Regions from separate parts of the Sus scrofa genome. Here region 1 is linked to region 2. A link is a contact called in public Hi-C data. All regions are on one chromosome and are shown on one strand. Each heading gives the region's core, a stretch centred on a gene start, on an enhancer-like site or on the middle of the called end of the contact. The rest is flanking DNA. Distances are from core to core; before and after follow the strand shown.

Evidence for each region. A called contact is a pair of places that touch in the nucleus more often than the background predicts.
Region 1: a contact with region 2 is called in a Hi-C map of liver, with 1.6 times the contacts expected there. The contact joins two enhancer-like sites. A contact is called at or near these places in 1 of 5 promoter capture datasets (liver), 25 of 47 Hi-C or Micro-C datasets (adipocytes, adipose tissue, alveolar macrophages and 16 more) and 2 of 2 datasets of contacts at active chromatin or transcription factors (alveolar macrophages and skeletal muscle).

Annotation. Positions count from the first base shown.
Region 1 is chr1:222,532,043-222,536,230 of Sscrofa11.1, reverse strand. All of the region lies in intron 2 of TJP2 (tight junction protein 2), which reads right to left. Among named protein-coding and RNA genes, the nearest start is that of TJP2, 59 kb to the right of the region's middle. Within about 2 kb of position 2,815, at least 47 of the 83 cell types and tissues checked have an H3K27ac peak or open chromatin away from gene starts, as enhancers often do. A contact at or near this core is called in fetal liver and liver, where this site is marked.
Region 2 is chr1:222,429,108-222,433,029 of Sscrofa11.1, reverse strand. FXN (frataxin, mitochondrial) reads right to left here. Exons shown (of 7, transcript XM_021064638.1): 5 at 82-107; 6 at 32-79; 7 at 1-29. Among named protein-coding and RNA genes, the nearest start is that of FXN, 19 kb to the right of the region's middle. Within about 2 kb of position 1,644, at least 3 of the 83 cell types and tissues checked have an H3K27ac peak or open chromatin away from gene starts, as enhancers often do. A contact at or near this core is called in fetal liver and liver, where this site is marked.

The sequences.
Region 1 (4,188 bases), core at 1,566-4,065, 100 kb before region 2:
TCCTGTAGCAGCAGTCATGGGTAAAAACTGATTTTCCAGACCTGAGCTTTGCTGCTATCCCCAAGCTCCCTACCGCATCAGCCTCCTCTGAAGAAAGGTGAGATGGTTTTTTTGAAGGTTCTGGCTCTGAGCAGCAGCAGCGTTCTAACTCTGGTGGTGGGGGGGGGGGGTAGGTAGTGGCACAAATCAGAGAATTAGTAGTGGGATCTTGGTTGTCATCCTCCAGGCTTTTGTTCTGGAGGCACCTAATTCTCTCTGTTAAATCTCTTTCACCTTGAAATAGCTAGAATGATGTCTGTTTTCTTCACTGAATCCTGACCGAAAGGGTAAATAATGTATATTACAGCTGAGAAAACCAACCCTTAGAAAAGTATGCTACCCAAGGCCAAGAAAGTGTCAGGACAAAAAGAATTCAAACAAGGTCTGCCTGACTTCGACATCACTAAATGAAAGTTAAACACACAGAGTGAAAGTTAAACATATCTCCAACCCATGACCCAGCAATCCTACTCCTAGGAACTTACACAAGAGAAATGGGTACATAAGCCTACAGAACAAAGTGTAGGTGATTTTCTTTTCTTTTCTTTCTTTCTTTCCTTCTTTTTTTGGCTGCACCTGTGCTATATGAAAGGTCCTGAGCCAGGAATTCACCCACACCACAGCAGTGACAATGCCAGATCCTTAACCTAAAGCCACCAGGGAACTCTGAAGATTATTTTCATGGAAGCTTTATTCATAATAGAAACAAAACAAAAAGCTGACAACAATCCAACTATCCATCCACAAAAGAATCAATGAACAAACAAACTCTTATAAACGGAGTATTAACTACTCAGCAATAAAAAAAAGACTACTGAATCACACAACATCACAGATGAATCTCACAAAGGTTACTCTAAGGAGAGAAATCAAACACCAAATGGCTTTTTTGGGTTTTATTTATTTGTTTCTTGTTGCTTTTTAGGGTTACATCTGCAGCATACGGAGGTTCCCAGGTTAGCCACAGCTGCCAGCTTACACCACAGCCACAGCAACTCGGGATCTGAACCTCATCTTCAACCTACACCACAGTTCATGGCAACGCCAAATCCTTAACCCATTGAGCGAGGCCAGGGATTGAACCCACAACCTCATGGATACTAGTCAGGTTTGTTCCCGCTGAGCCACAATGGGAACTCCCCAAACACCAAATGTTGATTTCATGTATACAGCTTCTCTCGAGGTGAAGCAAAACTACACTAGGCTGAGAGCCATCAAAAGAGAGGTTCCCTTGTGGGCGCGTGGGATGGTAGCAGTCAGAAAAGTGGCGGGAGAGAAACCTGTAAAGTGATGGAAATTTCTATTTTTTGGTCTAGGTGGTGATCATACAGGTGAATACATTCATGTAAAAAAGTACATTCTAGATAGTGGCAGAGGTTACACAACCTTATGCCACTGAACTGTACACTTTAAAATGGTGGATCTCGTGTGTGTTTTACAATTTAAAAAAAATTACCAAGCTCTCCACTTCGGAGTTGTGCACTTTACACTTCAATAAAACACCATGAAAATGATACTATAGAAAAAGCTTCCCTGTAAATAAGCAGGCTTTGGAGGTCAGACCCAAGATACCACCAGTCCACAGGAAAAATGTTCTCGGTTTCAGGTAAATGTGTCTCACCTCAGTTCTTCGGTAAATTGAGTTTAACCTTTCCCAACTCTTCGGTAAAGACATCTGCAAACTATACATTTAAGCAGAATCAGCTGACTAAACATGTCTCCCAGATCTCCGATTAAAATCCAAAATCAAGATCTGCTAGAAAAAAGGCCACCAATGTTCAAAATGAACTCCGTGCCTCTTTATCTCAACATGTCACCACTTTGCCTGTTTTCAGAGTTTAACAAAACACCAGGAGGAAAAGCACCAAGGTTTTCAGTTCCATTTCTGGAAGATTTCAATAGGTGTCAGAGCTGCCGCAAAGCTCTCTCCCTTCTTAAAACTCACCCAGACACTAAACAGACCAGGCTGAGGCGGGCGAAGGGCTCTCCCTGAAGTTAGGCCGAAAAACTCAGATGTGCTTGAAGTAACCCTGAAACGTGGCTGCTGGCAAATGATTTCACATCAGTCAGTGAATGGGTAATGAGGTCTTGTGACAGTCACCAGGAGGCCTGTCTTCAGCGTGTTTGCGAGGTACAAATCAGAAGGGGCTCCCAAGGGTAGGCCTGCCTTACCTTCCACACTCATGCTACAGGCAATATGGTCCCTGGGAGATAGGTCCACAGGGAAAGAAGTGGGTGCCGGACACTCCCAGGATGCAGCTTTTACTGGGAAAGGCAGAAGGGAGGAAGAAGGAGTGATTTTCAAGCTCTGCGAGATGGTTGCAGTTGCTGGCTTGGGACTGCAGGGGGAGGAAGGGAATTCAGCCCCCACTGAGCTGCTACATTATTGAAGCTGCAACTGAATAATAGATCTTTCCATCACTTCATGAGCTAAACAAGACAGCCTCTCTTAGAAAATCACCATTTAGAGAGCATCTATTGGATCTCTTCTTAAAAGAGAGAACAAAAGAGAAAGGAAACACATACAAAAGTTGTCTAAGGAGTATAGAAGCACTTCGAGATGACACGAACCAATAGGATTTATATTTAGAATGTTTTCAAGGCATTATACCAAACACTCAGAATCTTAAGCATTTCAAAAGACTTCAGAGATGATCAAATATAACTATTCATTTCCCTATAAAGAAACTGAGAACTGGAAATACAAGCCTTAGCTAAAGTCACCAAGCTGATTTGCAGTACAGCTTACAATAGGTGTTGGAGATGCCACAAAGCTCTCTCCCCACCCAAACTCGGCCAGACACTAAACAAACCAGGCCGAGGCAGGCAAAGGGCTTTAGGTCTGTATAAAATTCTTTATTTTTTTCTTATTGACAAATTATCATCCATTCACTTTACCAATGTCAGGAATCCACTTTTCTAAGTTCTCAATGAATGTTCAGTTCTTACTAGTTTATGCAACAAGCCTTCCCCAAATCAAGTCAGTACAATGTGGTCGGTGCTTAGTGGCCTGTCAGCTTCTGGGGTGACCAAGGTGACTCACAACAGGGAAGGGCTCACGGCTGACTGACTGACAGGAAGTGACTGGCGTGTGGCAGATGTGATAAGGGCTCAAATAAACAGTGGCATGTGCACACTAACCAATCACAGGCCAGGAGGCAACTGATTCACCCAGCAGGAAGAAGCATAAGGGAGGAACTGGGCTTCGAGAAAGAGCTCGCCAGGAAGTTCCTTCTGAACTATTCATTCTTTGCAAGAGCCAAAATGGCTAGTTTTGCTCACGTTAATTCCTTCAAAGAATTTCATTCTGCTTTGTCAGATATATTTGGGGACAGTTTTTCAAGGTTTGAGAAGGGTCTAGCTGCCTCCCACAGCCTGCATTACCCCTCCTGCCCATCTCAGAGCTCCACCCACCCAGGGCCTCAGGTGCTCCCCGCTGTGGGAAGCAAAGAAGAAACACCACACCCTAGGACTTGGAATGCTTCCTTTATAAGAAATCGCTCTGGGCAAATGGAAAGAAACAGCTACATTGGGAACATTATTTCCTCCTTGCAAGAACAAAGGGCTTAGATGCTACAAGTCCTGGAAGAGTTCATTAAATCCTACTGATGATGACTAGAAAGCAGCATTATTTCCCCCAATTCACCTTCAACTCAAGTGACAAAGTCTAGAGCACCACAGCACTCTATGGTGTAGGTTGCCTTGTTCTCTCATCTGAAAGCTTGTTCTAATACAATGGCAAGGATATAACTGGGTTCTAATCATTTCCTATTAATTACAGCCTAATAATTATTACTGACTAGCAAGACTATCCCAATAATTCTCTCCCACAATATATGATATATAGTCCCTTTAAATGCCTCTGACTTGTCACCAACCATATTGTCACTAACTGTAAATATACATATTAACTATGTATTTAGTCCCATGCTTATAAAGGCTCTCTATCAGATGAAGCACACCATAATTGAAGTTTCAAAAGACATGTCATTTTCTCTTGTGAACATAAAGTATATTTCATACATCTGATTGAAGTCTACAATAGAAATAATAATCACCATATTAATTTTGAAGTCCATGTTTACATACGCATATGGGTAAAATTTAGTAAACATCTGTATTCAAGGATGTGACATGAGATCTTTGCAA
Region 2 (3,922 bases), core at 395-2,894:
TTTGGTTTTTAAGGCCGTCGTCAGCTCCTGGCCAGCAGCTCGTGGAGGGACACACCGTCGTGGGAGTACACCCAGTTCTCCCCGTCCAGTCGTAGCGCTTGGGGCCACTGCAAGACAAAACACAGAGTCCATGGGGACAGCCCTTTAGCAGAAAGTGCCACCAAGAAACTGACCGCAGTGAAGATCTAGAAACTTAACGACTGTGTGTGTGACTTCTTGTCTTAGGGTCTATTTAAGAATAATTAGGGGCATTCATGTTATGGCTCAGCAGGTTAAAAACCCAACTAGTATCCATGAGAATGCGGTTTTGATCCCTGGCCTTGCTCAGTGGGTTAAGGATCCATCGCTGCCATGAGCTGTGGTGTAGATCCCAGATGAGGCTTGGATCTTCCCTTGCTGTGGCTGTGGTGTAGGCCAGCAGCTACAGCTCTGATTTGACCCCTAGCTTGGGAACTTCCATATGCTTCAGGTGCGGCCCTAAAAAGACAAAAGGCAAAAAAAAAAAAAAAAAAGAAGAATTAGGGATTTTCCTTGTGGCACACACAGCTGGTTAAGGAGCTGGTATCACTGCAGCAGCTTGGGTCGCTGCTATGGAGTGGGTTTGATCCCTGGTCTGGGAACTTCCATATGCAGTGGGTGAGGCCAAAACACAAACAAAAAAAGAGAATAATTACACCATTATCCTCTGGAACAAGTCACAGGACAGTTGTCAAGACCTAAAAACATTATAGCCCCATCGATGAGTCTCCATGTGTCACCTTCTGATCTTTTGCTTTTCCTGATTCACAATGATACCTGCTAAGCCAGAGCTGTGTCTCCTAGATTATGGCCATAATGGTGACCGTTGTGGTCACCACTGACCTGGTTTGATTTGTCCCTTACCTGCATGATTATCATTTTCGTACATTCCTAACATTGTGCAATCACTACTTCAAGCTATTCCAAAACATTTTCATCACCCAAAGGAAATTCCATACCCATTAAGCAGTTACACCCTATTCACTCCTCCTCAGCCCCAGGCAACCATCTGTATTATTATTCTTTTGATAAATTTTTTTGGGGTCTTTTTAGGGCCACACCCATGGCACATGGAGGTTTCCAGGTTAGGGGTCCAACTGGAGCTGCAGCCGCCAGCCTACACCACAGCCACAGCGATGCTGGATCCGAGCCATGTCTGTGACCTACACACAGCTCACGGCAACACCAGATCCCCAAGCCACTGAGCGAGGCCAGGGATCCAACCCGAGTCCTCATGGATACTAGTCCGGTTCATTAACTGCTGAACCGTGACGGGAACTCCTGTATCATTATTTTTAAAAATAATTTAATTTAATTTTAAATCCATGAAATTGAGAGTGGGACGGGCTAGTTCGTCCACCTCAAGCTCCTCCAGTGAAGGGAGGAGCGCTGTGTTTGCAAGGGCCCGGGTGTGCCGGATGTTGCTGTGTCTTGTACACAGCTTGTGCCCATTAATGCCACCTCCTCTCAGCCTAGGGGAGGGGCATGTACCTGAAGTTAATGGGGTACATGATGGCACCATGAGGGAGGGGTGGAAGAGGACACTTCCCAGGGGAAGGGCTTGAGTCTACCTGCGCACTCAGGACAGCTTTTCCAAAGTCCACACTGGGAGGGGTTTGCCTGGGAGGAGGAAGACCTAGACAGGAAGCATCCTGGGGGTTATGCAAACATCAAGGATTTCTGTCGATCAACCAAAGGCTGGGGTTTGAACACTTTCCTAATAACAGGGATGAAAGGGCCAAACCAAAAGGACTGGGCTTTTGTTTAATATGCACAAACAGCTGGACACATAAAAACATAATAATCTGGGCCAGATTTAGAGAACGTTCCCTTGGCTCTGGACTCCAATTTGCTGCCTGGAGCCAGGCAAACGTGAGAAGCCCAGGCTCCTGCATGCTGCCCAGGGCTCTGCGCACAGCCCTGAGCACTGATGTCCAGGTGTCCACCCAGTCCTCTCCTTGACCCAATCCCACAACCTCCTCAAGCAAGGTGGCATTGCCACCATTCCTACCAGACCTGAAAAGCTATCAATTAAAAAAAACCAAACAAACAGAATATCAGAAATGTAGCCCTAGGAAAGATTATTTTGGACCAAAGTGAAAAATTAAGTGGAAAATATATATATATTTTTAAAGGAACATAGTATCCATGACAGTAAATGGCTGCTTGGCAAATTTTCTTTCCAGATTCCCATCATGACTTACAGATTTTTTAAAAAAAATGACAAAATCTTGCATTTCTCAAAATTTATTATGATCCAGAAGTAGATGCTTCTAAACTTGCCTGAGATAGGATCCTAATGCTGATAGGTGAGTCCAAAAAAGACAAGGACTTTTTCAGTCTCCAGATATAACACCAGGGGACTGTCAGTGGAGCTACCACAGCTGGTTCTGATGTTCACAAAGCTACCGATCCCCAAAGCTGGATTTGAGCAAACCCATCCAGTTTCCCGTGCTGGTTCCTCTGAAGTTGGAGGAAAAGACTGTACAGGCGCATGCATGGTCATAGTTAGGGTCAGGGCCACTATTTAAGGCCAAAGAGAACAGGCTAATTGGCCTCCGTGGGGTAAACACTCCCCCCTCCCCCAGCCCAACTTCAAGTAAACTACCTGGGTCTAAAAAGCAAGACACACTCTGTGAATAAAGGCCTTGCTAGAAATGACAGGGATTCCTTGGAGTTGTTTGTGTTGAATTATAACATACTTCCTAGATGAGGTTGGAATGAAGGAAGCATAATACTTTATTTATTTTGAACAAAGACTCACACACCACAGCACCATCAACAGTACATTATGAACTGCCTAAAAATGATGTCAAGATTGGGGCAGGAGAAGAGTTAAATACTTTTTTTTTTTTTTTTTTAATGCAAATACCATTATCCTTTCAAAGAATTCCTTGCTAGTTATATTTGGGTCTTTCTCAATTCACAGTCAGTGCATTCTCTTAGGAAGGGCTAATGAATGACCAGGAAGCCTGGTCCGAGAGCTTTTTTGTGGGCGTCTCTCTTTGACTTTCTTACAACCACTTCACCAGCAACTAGAGGGGTGAGGGACCCTCTCTCCCTGGCCTGTTCTCAGGCTTTGAGACCCAGCTCAGACCAGCTCCAATACAATCTTTTCTTCAGCTTGATTGAAAGCACATCAATGGGAAAGGCAGGAGAGATTCAATGCCTAGGCATGGCCTTTTAAAATGTTCTCCCACCTCCATAGAGCACATGGCCCAATTCTGCAAATGGAATGGAATTCAACCAACCTTTAACTGAGATTCTCAAAACAAACCAGAGGGCAAACGTTAATGTGCTTTGAAGACAAAGTACAACTTGTTCAGATGCTGCAATAGCACAAGTGGCTTTGTCAAAGGGATGGCAATGATTTAATAGAGGAAAAACTGTGTAGGCTAGGTTCCGAAAACTTTTTGCTTCACATCTTGTTAATGTCCCAATATCTGCTTGTGGCAGCCACGTTATCACCAGATAGAAGTTACAAAACCAGAGTAAACTTCCCCACTGAGCCTGAGACATACTGTAAAACATCAGGAAAGGTTTGCTTACATAGGGACTAACACACAAAGGTGACTTTTTTCTTTTTGGCTGGTTTTTCTTCTTTTTCTTCTTATGACCATACCTGCAGCATATGGAAGTTCAGCTCAGGGTTCAAATCGAAGCCGCAACTGCTGGCCTACACCACAGCCACAGCCACGCCAGACCTGAGTCACATCTGTGACCTACACTGCAGCTAACGGCAACACCAGAACCTCAGCCCACTGAGTGGGGCCAGAAATCGATCCCGCATCTTCATGGATACTAGTGGGGTTCATTACCACTGGGCCATGATGGGAACTCCTTGGCTGCTGTGTTTAGCAGCTTGGTGAAGGATCTCAGTTCCCAGACCAGGGACTGAACTTGG